Regions from separate parts of the Zea mays genome. Here region 1 is linked to region 2. A link is a contact called in public Hi-C data. All regions are on one chromosome and are shown on one strand. Each heading gives the region's core, a stretch centred on a gene start, on an enhancer-like site or on the middle of the called end of the contact. The rest is flanking DNA. Distances are from core to core; before and after follow the strand shown.

The links. A called contact is a pair of places that touch in the nucleus more often than the background predicts.
Region 1: a Hi-C map of ear shows a contact between it and region 2, with 2.5 times the contacts expected there. The contact joins the promoter of LOC100382663 here to the promoter of LOC109941936 in region 2. A contact is called at or near these places in 2 of 25 Hi-C or Micro-C datasets (ear and leaf).

The regions. Positions count from the first base shown.
Region 1 is chr8:165,892,507-165,899,249 of Zm-B73-REFERENCE-NAM-5.0, forward strand. LOC100382663 (methyl esterase 10) reads left to right here and starts at 3,046. Exons shown (of 3, transcript NM_001175387.1): 1 at 3,046-3,475; 2 at 3,782-3,919; 3 at 4,022-4,516. The coding sequence starts at 3,062. The coding sequence ends at 4,330. It overlaps LOC100194395 (mitochondrial thiamine diphosphate carrier 1), which reads right to left. Exons shown (of 8, transcript NM_001139426.1): 7 at 5,866-6,062; 8 at 5,046-5,506. The coding sequence ends at 5,479.
Region 2 is chr8:165,703,801-165,710,568 of Zm-B73-REFERENCE-NAM-5.0, forward strand. LOC109941936 reads left to right here and starts at 3,097. Exons shown (of 2, transcript XR_004852194.1): 1 at 3,097-3,322; 2 at 5,580-5,821.

The sequences.
Region 1 (6,743 bases), core at 1,796-4,295, 190 kb after region 2:
TGTGACAGTGGGGTTCATGTCATCAGTTGCTTGGACAATTATATCATGAGAGTGATTGATGTGTCTTTGCCCTTGCAAGGTCGATTGTCTCCCTATACTGCCATAATTTACCTATTGTCCTTTTTTTGTAGCACTAGACATTTTGAAACTCTAGCACATCACATGAAGGCCATTACATGTCAGTTTATTTCGGATGGCAACCAAGTTTTTGAGGGGGGTGTTTTTTCAAGTCATCGATGTGTAGGGTAGGAATTGGCAAAATGGGTTAGAATTGCGTTAGGAAAAACAGAATCCTATAATTAAGGGCGCATTAATTCCCCCACTCGACCACTCTTGCCAATATTACTAAGTGAAGTTGTGGGCTGCATCTTTTTTCGCTGCTGCCTTTTGGAATTTGTAGCTTTAGTCAATGCTATCTCAACTATGTTCCTATATATCATGTATCTTTTCTTTATCGGCTGGTAACAGGGGTACTTTGCGCATATAATCTTTGCTAACCAACTACAATTTCGGTTGCGTGCAATCAGTACTATTTCGTTCATGAATTCTTATTTTAGTGTCCCACTTCATCAACTTTTATGAATGCTCACACTGAAAATGCTACTCTGCAAAATATAAGTAAAATGTCGCCTTCTGTAGCTATTACTTTTAAGGTGATTGACGTGCATTGGGTTGAGCATTTGTTTCTCGTTTGCTAGCTGCAACTGCAACAATGTTTTTGTTTATTGTTGGGGGCATCCACTTGCACAAGTGTTGGGTGATAGTGATCTTTTGGTGTTGGTTGTTGGTCGAAATGGTAGTAAAGAGCAGATTATCGTGAGTGGATCAATGGAAGTGCTGAAACCTTGTTGGGCAGTTGCTAGATCTGATATGCCAGTGTGGGAGCAACTTTTTAACGTCTCTATTTGCCATTACAACCATTTTAATATGTTCCATCATGGTGACTTCTCGAGAATTTTTGGGATAACATTTGATACAATTGGTTTAGAGGTCGTGACAGACGATGGACATAAACACAGGAGAGGAAGCCATGGTGATATCATATTTTTGACAAGCCCGGGAGAGTTGAGTGTTGCTTTGTACGAGTTGATAAAACATTGAGCCCTACATGTATCTGAAAAACATATATTGGTGATGTATTTGTGAATGTAGGCGACTTCATACTCTTCTAGGCTACTCGGCTACAATGCAGTGTGGAGGCAAGTATCATCAGGGATGACATGGTCCAAACTCCCATATCCATCGGGATTGATGGAGAACATAGTGGTTCCTACCTTGAAGGCTTTCTCCCTGCATGTCTATGACCCAAAAGAGGTGACCATCGCCGGCGTTGACCAAGAAGCAGTGGTGCTCTCCTTGGGGGAGCATATTGGCCATGATTGAGTTCCCAGCACCCTCGACTCATGGACAAAAAACAATGGTAGCCTCCAACACTTCGTAATTTCTATCGATATCGCTAAAAAGATTAGATTAATATACAATTGTTGATATATTTTCCTATCATTTAAAATTCTATATTAATTTTTTAAATAGTTTGTATGATATTATAATATTTGTTCCACATCATATCATTCTATTTAAGTCGACATATTTATAACAATATTACATATTTATAACAATATTATATATTTATAATAATATTACATACTACCCTTGTATGATATTTACAGTGATTTTGTCACACGGATTTTGCATATCATAATGATGTTTGTTGTTCCGTATCTATATTTTATATTAATTTTTAACTTCTGTGACAACATTCTATGACAACGTACGAGCACATCACCAATATGTTCGTTCGGATTTGAAAGTTGATGTTTGTGCTACTTATTTGGTCTAGGAACTAGATTTTTCTACATTAATTCGGATTTAGATTGAGCAATGTTCCTTTGTATATGAACAAAGAAAAATCGTAGCAATGCTCCTTCGGATATGAACAAAGAAAAACCGTAGCAACGCACGGGCACCATACTAGTATATTTATAATAATATTACATACTACCCTTGTATGATATTTACAGTGATTTTGTCACACGGATTTTGCATATCATAATGATGTTTGTTGTTCCGTATCTATATTTTATATTAATTTTTAACTTCTGTGACAACATTCTATGACAACGTACGAGCACATCACCAATATGTTCGATCGGATTTGAAAGTTGATGTTTGTGCTACTTATTTGGTCTAGGAACTAGATTTTTCTACATTAATTCGGATTTAGATTGAGCAATGTTCCTTTGTATATGAACAAAGAAAAATCGTAGCAATGCTCCTTCGGATATGAATAAAGAAAAACCGTAGCAACGCACGGGCACCATACTAGTATAAATTGAAGAGCTAAAGTTTAGCTCATTGGATGTTTGCTCATTGGATGTTTGGACTACTCTAATAAAATTTAGCATATTGGAATAAAAAGACACATGCCTCTAATGCGGAGAGAGAATACGGTTAGATGGTATGGTTGGAAAATAAGATTCCCTAGCCCATGTTTAGCTTCTTTTAGCACCCCTTAAGCAGTTTATGAGATAATATGTGATAAATTTTATCATATCACCATTAGCTCTCCTGTTTAAATCATCAAATGGCTAAAAGTAGCTAAAAAAGCTGCTAAAGTTTATCTTTTTAAATTGAAACATGGTCTTAAGCTTTAGAACTTGCAAAAAAACACTATCTTAGCTCTCTATTTGCGTTAGTATTTCATTAAAGTTTCGTACATGGATACAAACATTCCCCTATAATATTTCGGGCTTTCAAACCCACCGAAGCCATAATTTGTCCTGACGGTCTGCACAGACTTGAATTGTGTTCTCGTTGAGCTTTTAACATCTAAACAAACTTCGCTCATCTTTATATGTTCGGTAGACGGTAGCCCAACGACGAGTGAAAGGAATGAACCTGCAGCGTATATGGATTTGTTTTTGGCTGCATGTGTATGGCATGAGATTCCTGCGTTGCGTGTGTGTGTATATAATAATTAAGCAAAAAAAGGCACCACCAGACACCAGTCCACCAGCTCTTGCTTGTATTCTTCTCGCCGAGCTGCGTTGACACCCTCGCCATGAGCTCAGGGACGACGACAACGGAGGAGGAGAGCGGCAAGGGGCCGCCGCCGCAGCACCAGCACCACTTCGTGCTGGTGCACGGCGCCTGCCACGGCGCGTGGTGCTGGTACAAGGTGGCCACGCTCCTGGCCTCCGCGGGCCACCGCGTCACGGCGCTCGACATGGCGGGGTGCGGCGCCAGCCCCGTGCGCGGCGAGGACGTGGCGTCCTTCGAGGACTACAGCCGCCCGCTCCTGGACGCGGTGGGAGCGCTTCCGCCCGGGGAGCGAGCGGTCCTCGTCGGCCATAGCTTCGGCGGCCAGAGCCTCGCGCTGGCCATGGAGAGGTACCCTGAACGAGTCGCCGTCGCGGTGTTCGTCTCGGCCGCCATGCCCGCCGCCGGCAAGCCCATGGCGCTCGTCTTGCAAGAGGTACGCCTCCGATCCGTGTTCCATTGTTCTTGCCCTTTTGTTTATTTTTCACCCTTTCGTCTTTTGAATGAAGAATATAATAGTCATGTCCTTTCTTTGTTGAGTTTTTTTTATTTAGTGTCTTTAGTTTTGGTGGTGTGCTCACTTATACCTTTAGTCGTGTTTTTTCTCAGCTGTACACTTCTGTTCTATAGTATTAGAAGGGCACAGTTGAGAAAAAACACGACTAAGGGTATAATTGAGCACACCACCAAAACAAAACTAAGGACGTTGCTTGATCGAGCTGCTTAACCATTACTGTGCCAGTTTTCGCGAGAAATAGGGCCAGATTTTTACATGGACTGCATATACAGCACCGGCAGCGAACCTGAGCATCCGGTGGAGACACTTCTGCTAGGGCCAGAGTACTTGGCCAAGAGACTGTACCAGCTCAGCCCTCCTGAGGTCGGTTATATACTCACTCATAGGTGACTGGCAAACAATGGCGACAGCGACACGGCAGCTGGTTCCTACAATACCTGACGGGTGCAGGTGCGATGCGTGCAGGACCTGACCTTGGCAATGGCGATGGTGAGGCCGTCTCGATGGTTCGAGGACGACGCGACGCTGAGGAGGGATGACGGGCTGACGGCGGGCAGGTACGGCGCCGTTAGGCGGGTGTGCGTCGTTGCCGAGGACGACGCGTCGTGGTCGGCGGAGTTCCAGCGGCGCATGGCCTCGTGGAGCCCCGGCGCCGAGGTGAGGGGCCTGCGGGGAGCCGACCATATGCCCATGCTCTCCAAGCCAGCGGACCTCTCGGACATGCTTGTTGAGGTAGCCAACAAGTACAGTTCCGATTTGGAGGACCCTGCCTGATCGTAGTAGGATCAGCGACGTATGGTTTCTGAATCGGTGGTGATCGGGAAGATGTTCAAATCTTATTGCATCCACACCATCACCATGAAATTATTAAGATGTACAATCTGACTTTTTGATATGGTAGGGCTTCATTTTGAAACCCACAGGCTTCTAAATTCCATAATCAGGTAGGATAATGGAACTAGCTTCATTCTATACATCAGATGACTATTATGCCTCTTACTTTTCTCTATAGCAAAGAAAAATCTAAGAATGGAAACATTATACTGATTTTATTAATAATAAATGTTTATCTCAGTTTTTATAATCTATGGATCCAAACAGTCTCAGTTTCAAGCAGACTAGCTTTTAAAAGTTAGGGCGTTAGAATTTCACAGGATCAATATAGTGATTTTACAGGATTTAGTTTAAAAGGACAGAAAAAAACGTAGGATTCAGGAAATAATCATTCAATCCAAAAGGAGCCCTTAACTTGCACGATGTGTATCGAAAGACCAGAAATGCCTGCCGCTCGACACGTGCATTTACCTGGTAATAATAATAAAAGTCATGAAACCTGCCAAGACGTGATAACCCATAGCTCAAGTACCTACTGGATAAGAACATGCTGTCCCCCAGATTCAGCAAACTATCAGCTAGGTTTTTGCTAGCACAGCATTTCAGAAAGACTACAGCATACAATCTAACTGCCATCCAGGTCCGGCAACAAATGATGGAAAAATTATGACTGCCATTAAACATACGCCATCTGAGTGGCATACATTGTTACTCGTACTAGCTGTAGTAGTAGATATATAACATGAATTCAGCCGGAAAAAAAATATTCGTAACACGATCCCAACAAAACTGCCGGCTGCTTTTGACTTCCGTCATGTATGCTGTGTTACGATCACTATGTTAGTTTTACTCAGCCTTGTTTGAGACGCCAACGAATACCCCGACCACCAGATTAGGCAATTGGGCAAAAGAATAAGAAACGATAAAACAGCTATTTTCTATGTAAGGCTTTACATGTATGCAATCAGATCTCTAGGGATTGTATGCACTTCACGAGTGACCTTATGGTCTCCATTCCCCTCCATTATCCAGGGTGTGCAAAAAGTTTTCGTCATGTTATCCTGACAGCTCCATGATCCAACAAGAACTTACTCAACTCCAGCCTTGCACCCTATCCTGCAAATAAGTATCAGGTTATATTCACTGCTTTGAACGTGAACTAGCATGCACAAAAAAAACATATAACTTCAGGTTTGAAGAGAAGGTAGGCCTCGGTGCATAGACATCTAGAAATGCAAATCTTCGGCGATCAACTCAGATTGCCAATTTGTGTAACCTCTAATGGTTTGCCAAAACCCATGAGAGGAGCTTACGAGCATGAATCATCCAGTTGATTTTAGCAGGTTCCCAAACCTCGTATGGACTGCAGGATCCAATGGAACTGCAACCTCTTCCAGACACAAGTGTACAACAGCATGCGGAAAGAAAACATACATTAACAAGAAAAAAAAGGGGGATAAAGTATCGATTCTAACCAGTCTGAGATGTATTCATAAACCACAAATGTCACTGCACCAGCAGGGGCCGATTTCACTAAAGAGGGGAAAAGGCCCTTATAAAGGCCTCCAAATCCCTCCTTTACGACAATCTCCTTTAAGGCATGGTACATGCCCTTGTATGTACTGCTCTCAATTGGAGCACCATACCTTGGATGTCGTTTTAGTCCTTCAATCTGCATTATGGCAGAGAAAACCTGATCATCCCATGGCTAACAATCTAAAGATAAATACAGCTAGAGTATAACAAAAGATATGAAATCTATTATGATCCATGACTCATTCTCAAGCAATTCATTGCCAAACTAAATGGGCATTTGTGCCTAGAGGCACCAAGGTCAACTGATTCACCAATGAAGTGGTATACCACTATACCATATACCACGTACTGCCATACTGGCAAGTGGCAACAAGCAAATACAATGATATGGTAATAAATGTCTTCAGTAAGTCAGCAAAAAAAAACTGACACAAAACAATGCCCAGTGAACAAAACAGACTACTATCATTAACTCAAAAAGGTGCAGATATTATATACAAATAATTTCAAGTAGCGTGTGGAGCAACCAAAGGGAGTGGAGGTGGAGCTAAAGATACTTAGCCTTGAATAGGAATGTATGAAAAAACAGATATCCACGTGCCTGAGCCTTGACTTAGCTACTAATGGGTTTTAATTCTAGCCTAGCCCAACTTACTTGGGACTAAAAGGTTTTGTTGTTGTTATTGTTGTGTGACATAAATGATTAAATGACTTAAGGACAAAATCATAGTTTATAAGGCCAATATCAGAGGAAGTTTCATCAGAGTTTAATTCACATTTAATAGGCTGCCGTATACACATTTTTGATGATGTGGCA
Region 2 (6,768 bases), core at 1,847-4,346:
CTGTCGGCGTTTCGAGACCGGGGGGTCCCTGGGCCGACGAGTGAAATGTCGCCGCGTGCCCCAGCCCAGATGGGTCGGCGCGAGACGGAGCGCGAAGGGGGGAAAGGCAGCCGAAGAGAGAGAGAGAGAGGTGGAAATCCCGCGGCCTTCGTGTTTGTCCCGCGCCCAGGTCGGATGCGCTTGCAGTAGGGGGTTACAAGCGTCCACGCGGGAGGGAGCGAGCGGCCTCGCGCGAGCGCCAGTCCCGTCCTCTTCCCCGCGCGGCCAACCCTCTGTAAGAGGGCCCTGGTCCTTCCTTTTATAGGCGTAAGGAGAGGATCCGGGTGTACAATGGGGGGTGTAGCAGAGTGCTAACGTGTCTAGCGGAGGAGAGCTTGCGCCCTAAGTACATGCCATCATGGCAGTCGGAGAGGTTTTGGCACCCGGTTCGTGTGGTGTCGTGGCCGTCGGAGGAGCGCTGGAGCCTGGCGGAAGGACAGCTGTCGGGGCTGTCGAGTCCTTGCTGACGTCCTCTTGCTTCCGTAAGGGGGCTGAGAGCCGTCGTCGTCATGGAGTGTGCGGGGCGCCATCATTACTTGTCTGGCGGAGCGAGCCAGATGGGACGCCGATCTTGTTCCCCGTAGCCTGAGTCAGCTTGGGGGAGGGTAATGATGGCGCCTCCTGTTGACGTGGTCGGTCCGTGCCCTAGGTTGGGCGATGTGGAGGCTCCTCCGAGGTCGGGGTCGAGTCTGTCTTCCGAGGCCGAGGTCGAGTCCGAGCCCCTGGGTCGGGCGAGGCGGAGACCGTCGGCTGAGGCCAGGGCTGAGTCCGAGCCCTGGGGTCGGGCGAAACGGAGTTCGTCGTCTTCCGGGGCTGAGCCCGAGTCCGAGCCCTAGGTCGGGTGGAGCGGAGTTCGCCGTCTTCCGGGGCTGAGCCCGAGTCCGAGCCCTGGGTCGGGCGGAGCGGAGTTCGCCGTCTTCCGGGGCTGAGCCCGAGTCCGAGCCCTGGGTCGGGCGGAGCGGAGTTCGCCGTCTTCCGGGGCTGAGCCCGAGTCCGAGCCCTGGGTCGGGCGAAGCGGAGTTTCCTACGGTGCCTGAGGCCGGGCCTGGCTGCCTGTCAGCCTCACTCTGTCGAGTGGCACAGCAGTCGGAGCGGCGCAGGCGGCGCTGTCCTTCTGTCAGGTCGGTCAGTGGAGCGGTGAAGTGACTGCGGTCACTTTGGCTCTGTCGACTGGAGGACGTGCGTCAGGATAAAGGTGTCAGGCCACCTTTGCATTAAATGCCCCTGCGATTTAGTCGGTTGGTGTGGCGATTTGGCCAGGGTTGCTTCTTGGCGAAGATTGAGCCTCGGGCGAGCCGAAAGTATGTTCGTCGCTGAAGGGGGCCTCGGGCGAGGCGTAGATCCTCCGGGGTCGGCTGCCCTTGCCCGAGGCTGGGCTCGGGCGAGGTGTGGTCGAGTCCCTCGAATGGACCGATTCCTGACTTAGTCGCACCCATCAGGCCTTTGCAGCTTTGTGCTGATGGAGGTTACCAGCTGAGAATTAGGAGTCTTGAGGGTACCCCTAATTATGGTCCCCGACAGCACTAATATGCATTCGCTTGCACTAATAAGTTTTTTGTTATATACTAAATCATGGTATTGTGTTGCTACCATGTTGGTAAGCTGGTGAACTGTCCTAGTATTTGAGAACTAAGCAAACCTATTAATTATCATGTTGTGCAACTAACTAAACAATGGCTAACTGTGTTATTGAAGTCTTCAGTCCCATGAATCATGTGTTAATGTCCCTAGTCTTAAATACCCTTGGAAACATATTGCTCTTAGTCATATATCTTGACTTATTGCTTTTTTTCATAAATTATAAATATTTTTTTATGTTTTTTTATAAATTTGCTATTTGCTATAGCTACGACGTAGCCTAAAAAATGATGCCGCTATTTTGCATAGCCCACTATTTTAAACCTTGGTTTATATTATTTTATTTTAGGTGTTGATCATTCAACAAATGATTTTGCCTAAGTATAAGTTCACCTTTCATCCATTTGAATTATACCATGTATACTAGTAAAAATATATTAGTTCAAATGATCAATGTTGTTCATGAAACACTGAAATCTAAACATAACGGCTCATAAGGTCTATTTTACTTACACGGTCCACTTAACGTCGTATTTGTTGAGGTAATTATTTGTCTCGATCTTAAGGGCCCAGAGAATTTCTGCGTTCGTCCACAGCCTGCTCGTTGCTTTGGAAATGATACGATGAAGCAAAGCAAATATTGATGTCCATATTTTTTGCAATAATCGTCGAACAGGCCAGATGATTTTCTACAGAAAGTTTAGTGAATATCATTGCCTACAAAAAAACTTTCTAAATCAATAATTTAGATAGTTAAACTTCTCTCTAACATTTCTCTAAATAAACTTTCTAGATTTAGCAACTTCTTATCAAACCTTATTTCCTCTTTGTATTTGGCAACCATTTAGCAATTTCCTAAATAAAAAATGTTGACTGCATTATGTACATAATAAAGGTAACTGATGACATTTTTTATTTTTTTGATGTGGATAGATATAAAACATAACTACAACCTATAATTAGAGAACTATTGGAGAACTCATATTTTTTACTCTTAAATTATTTAGCAACTTCTTAAATCTGTGATTTAGAAAAATAAAATTTATATAATTATTGGAGTTGCTATAAGGCCCCAACAGCTAGAAAAACTTTACCCCCACGTCAATCATAAAAAAACTTACTCTTATCTCTGCTCCTATAAATTATCAATTTTCCTGATTTCTATTATTGCTCATTTTATTAAACAAAGTTCTTATATTTTCCTAATCTAACCCATTGTCTAAGCATCTTTATTATCATATCGCACAAGTTTCACCATCCTACACGTATAGTTCTATTTTTCTCCCCTTGCCTAACAAGATAAAAATAAGACTTATCTTTTGCTAACCAAATCCATCGACACGAATTGGTATCCCAGAACAATAAAAAACCCATCAATGGAACCCAATCAACCCATCTACCCATTTTTTGACTTAGCTTTGTCGTTCAAAAGCTGAACAGTGAACAGTCAACAGTCCTTACTGCGTCACATTTGCCGGCCCACCACATAGTATGGGTTGTATTCCTTACTGGGCCAAGCCGTATGTTCTCTCTGCAGTCCTCGCCTCCGCCCTCCGGCGCGGCGGGGGAGACTTTGCGCGCCGACGCGGCCGCGCCGTCTCATCTGTATGGCGCCCGGTGTCTCCACGCGCTCTCCACTCTCCCGCAGCCCGCAGGAGTGCAGGACCCGGCTGCCGCAACCGCCCCGTCGCAGCGCCAAACATCGGTCTCTGCCCCCCTCCTGATTTTCCCAAGGTTTTGTTTTTCAATGTTTTGTTTGCTAGTGTAAATTCAATGTTTATGTTTTTTCGACAATGCCTAAGACAGCTGCTGGTATGTCTCAATCTGATGAACTGAAAATACAGTAAAGCCTAAAAGAGTGAGGCTACCTGAGCTAGCTAGAGGAGCTACATTACTACATAGTTGTTGGTCCTAAGACTCTCTCTAGGTCCTAGTGTAAAATAAGATACGCAAAACTTTAATAACACTGGTTGCGGAGTATAGCTTGAAATAGGGAATGAGATAAAGTATCTGATAAAAGATAGCCTAAGTCCCTGCTAAGGTAGAAGACCGATTTATGCTAATTACATTCTCTCTTTTTTTAGAGAGAGAGAGGTCGTGCTACTGGTACAATGCATCCATGTGACCTGACCCGTCGGATGCAGCTACTGTATAGTAGTACCCAAACCAAATGATCAATATTCATACGCTGCTGCGTCAGGCCATCGCTTTGACCAGCGTACAATCCTAAATATCTCATGCCCAACTGCACGTCGGCACCCACACACATCTAGCAGGCTGCAGGCCCCATTGGCTGGCACCCGGGCCTATGCTGCTCTGCGTCCATGATCAGACAGCAGATACCAGTGTCGCAGCCTATTCTCTGGTCACCACTCACCACTGCTGGATCAATCTTACAGGCTGCAGCTCCCAAGGGGGCAATGCACACAGTATGTATGTGCCTGTCTGCACGTCAATGGCAATGGGATTCTGGCCGGTGACGCAGAAAACTTCAGATGCAGCGGGCACAGGACAGCAGGAGGAGGCAGAAGGGAGTTTTTGGTGTCTTGTCGTTTCAATCTTGCGGCCTTTCATTCTCCCCGCTCCCCCGTTCAGTGCAGATCTCATGCAAAACATGAGACCAAACTTGTTGAGAGGCATGGAGATGCAGCAGGCATCAGAAACACACAGGACCATCAACCCTAGTGCACTGCAAACCATGTGTTGAGCGGGCTGGCAGTCACAGAAGAACAGCGTCCATGCAGGCCGGCTGTGGCTTCACTGGCTTGTGATCTCCAGTACGTCCAGGCTGCACACCTTTGCTGGCAATCATGCCGGCCGGCTCTACAGCTCTCCGTTCGCTACCACCCATCTCTGTCTTTTCTCCCCTACTACTCCTGTTCCAAGGGAGCCGCCGCATCAAATGCTGCTTGGTTCTCACCCAACCTGTGCAATACATTCATCACTGCTGCCATAAAGGAACCTGTAGCTCTCTTTTTTTTGTACGTTTCTCATTAAGAGGAAAGCAGTCGAAGTACAAATCATACGTCTCCAGTAAAACCTAGGCTTTTCGCGACATGGAATTGTAGTTTAATAAATCCTGAAGTCCTTTCGGATAGATTTCCTAGAAGATGTTCACTCAGAGTCGTGTTCTAGCCTATGATTACCTATGCACTTGTCGGCTAGCTTCTAGCCTTTCCACTGTCAATTGGTGGGGGGAAATCAAATTATCTCACTGTGAAAGTGGTACACTGACGACAGTCTGTTTTCCATGATGTTTTGTCTGTCAGCTAGCAGCTTCTACTGATTCTGCAAGAATCACAAGATTCAACAATGAAAATGAAGCTCAAGCTGATGCGCTGAACTTCGGACAGTCTTCAGGTTCACTAAAAAACAAGAAAGTGACTTCAGCTTTCAGCATACTGCTGTACATTCTTGATTCCCATTAACCGAGAATATAGAGGTCGAAGCTAACACATAATTTAACACTTCCCAGACCCAGAAAGTACAGCTGACATTAGAGTTGCTTCGGTAGGCTTTCTGTTAGACTGTTACTGGTTTTGGATCGCTAGCTTGTTGAGCAATTTCAGCATCACCTGTGGCAGACTAAAACGACGCCTTTAGGTAAACACCTACTATATATCTGTACATGGATATGATAAGAGTGAGGTGAAAGGGCTAATGGTTAAGGCTCTCGTTTAGCGCCTTTAGGTCCCGGTTCGATCCCCCTTGGAAGCGAATCTCGGGTTTGGTTAAAAAAATCTTTGCTGTGCTCCACCCGCTCTCAAGGTTACGTCCTGCGCACCACCCTCTAGCTGGACCGTTGTAGAGTGAACGATGACGGCACGCTAGTGATGGGGAGCCATATTTCTGTCTCTTCTTAATATAATATCAATATCGGGAGAACGGTTTTTTCTTCCACGGTCGAGTTTTTTTTTTTTTATGATAAGAGCGAGTATACCTCATAATTCTGATTTCTCCAGGTTGGAAGTTGGCCTCTTCTGATGAACACTCGGTATTGTGGCAGTCATTGGATTCTCGTCTATAGAAGGGCACCATGCAAGCATGTGCCGCTTATTTCTTTAATTTGGTTCCCTGGCTCTTGTGGAGTAATTCTAGCACTCAGAAGATGTTTCTCTTGATGATATATATATACACTGTCACCAGCAAAACAGCTGAACTTCTCATCCTAGATCATGTCCAAAGGCAGTCTAGGTTCAGTGCAGATTTGTATTCATGCAAGCATACAATGATATGATAATACTAACATAGTATACGCTGCTGCCAGAGACAATTAAGACTGAACAGTTTTTTTTTTTTGGGAACAGATAGATTTGACCACATTGTTTTTTGTTTTATAACAGCATCCAGAAGTTCATATGAAAAAAAAATGCTTTCTGCAGAACGAAATAACCTTAAGCTACCAGAGATAGGTTTGGAATTTGAAAAGATGTCCAGATGTCCTCCAGTTTTCTACCTGGCGTTTTTGTGTGTGCGCGCGCGAGAGAGAGAGCAAATCTGATAATCTATTCGATCCAGATTTGGATCTCGGAGGAAGAGTATCTGACTGGACCCCGTCTTGCTGCTGTCACAGCTCTCCTGGGACTAGAATTTGAACAACTTGCGCCTGCTAGCCTGCAAGGAGTTGTACTGCACATTGTTTTCCGGAATCATTCAGATTCTTGCACCAACTAACAGCATCGAAACCAACTGCACGTTCCATCATATCTTCTTTTACGGGAAGAAAGCACGTTCCTTAATCTGAAGCAGAAACCAATGGAGCTCTGAATCCGCTGGAGGAAAACAGACTGTACTGTAACCTACCGGCGCAGTTCGGGACTTGTTAGCCTGCTACGCTTAGTGACGCTGACCGCACAGGAACCTGGAGGACTCCATAGTTCGTCAGCGTACGAAGAAATCACATATATTCTTAAGGACTCCAGCAAGAAAAGAACCCCAGTTGGGGCGGCTGTAGTTAGCATGTGACATGATGATAATGCAGCAGCATGCTTCTATGTTCTCTGAGTGTTAGTAGCATGACAGTTCTGTATCTGCATGATGAGCCAAACGCACTTGTTTTTTTTTTCTCCCGCCGGGAGCGAGCTGCCCAATTTGCAGTAGTTTAGTTAGTTAGTCTATATATGACAGGTGCTAATTCGGGAGCAGCCACTG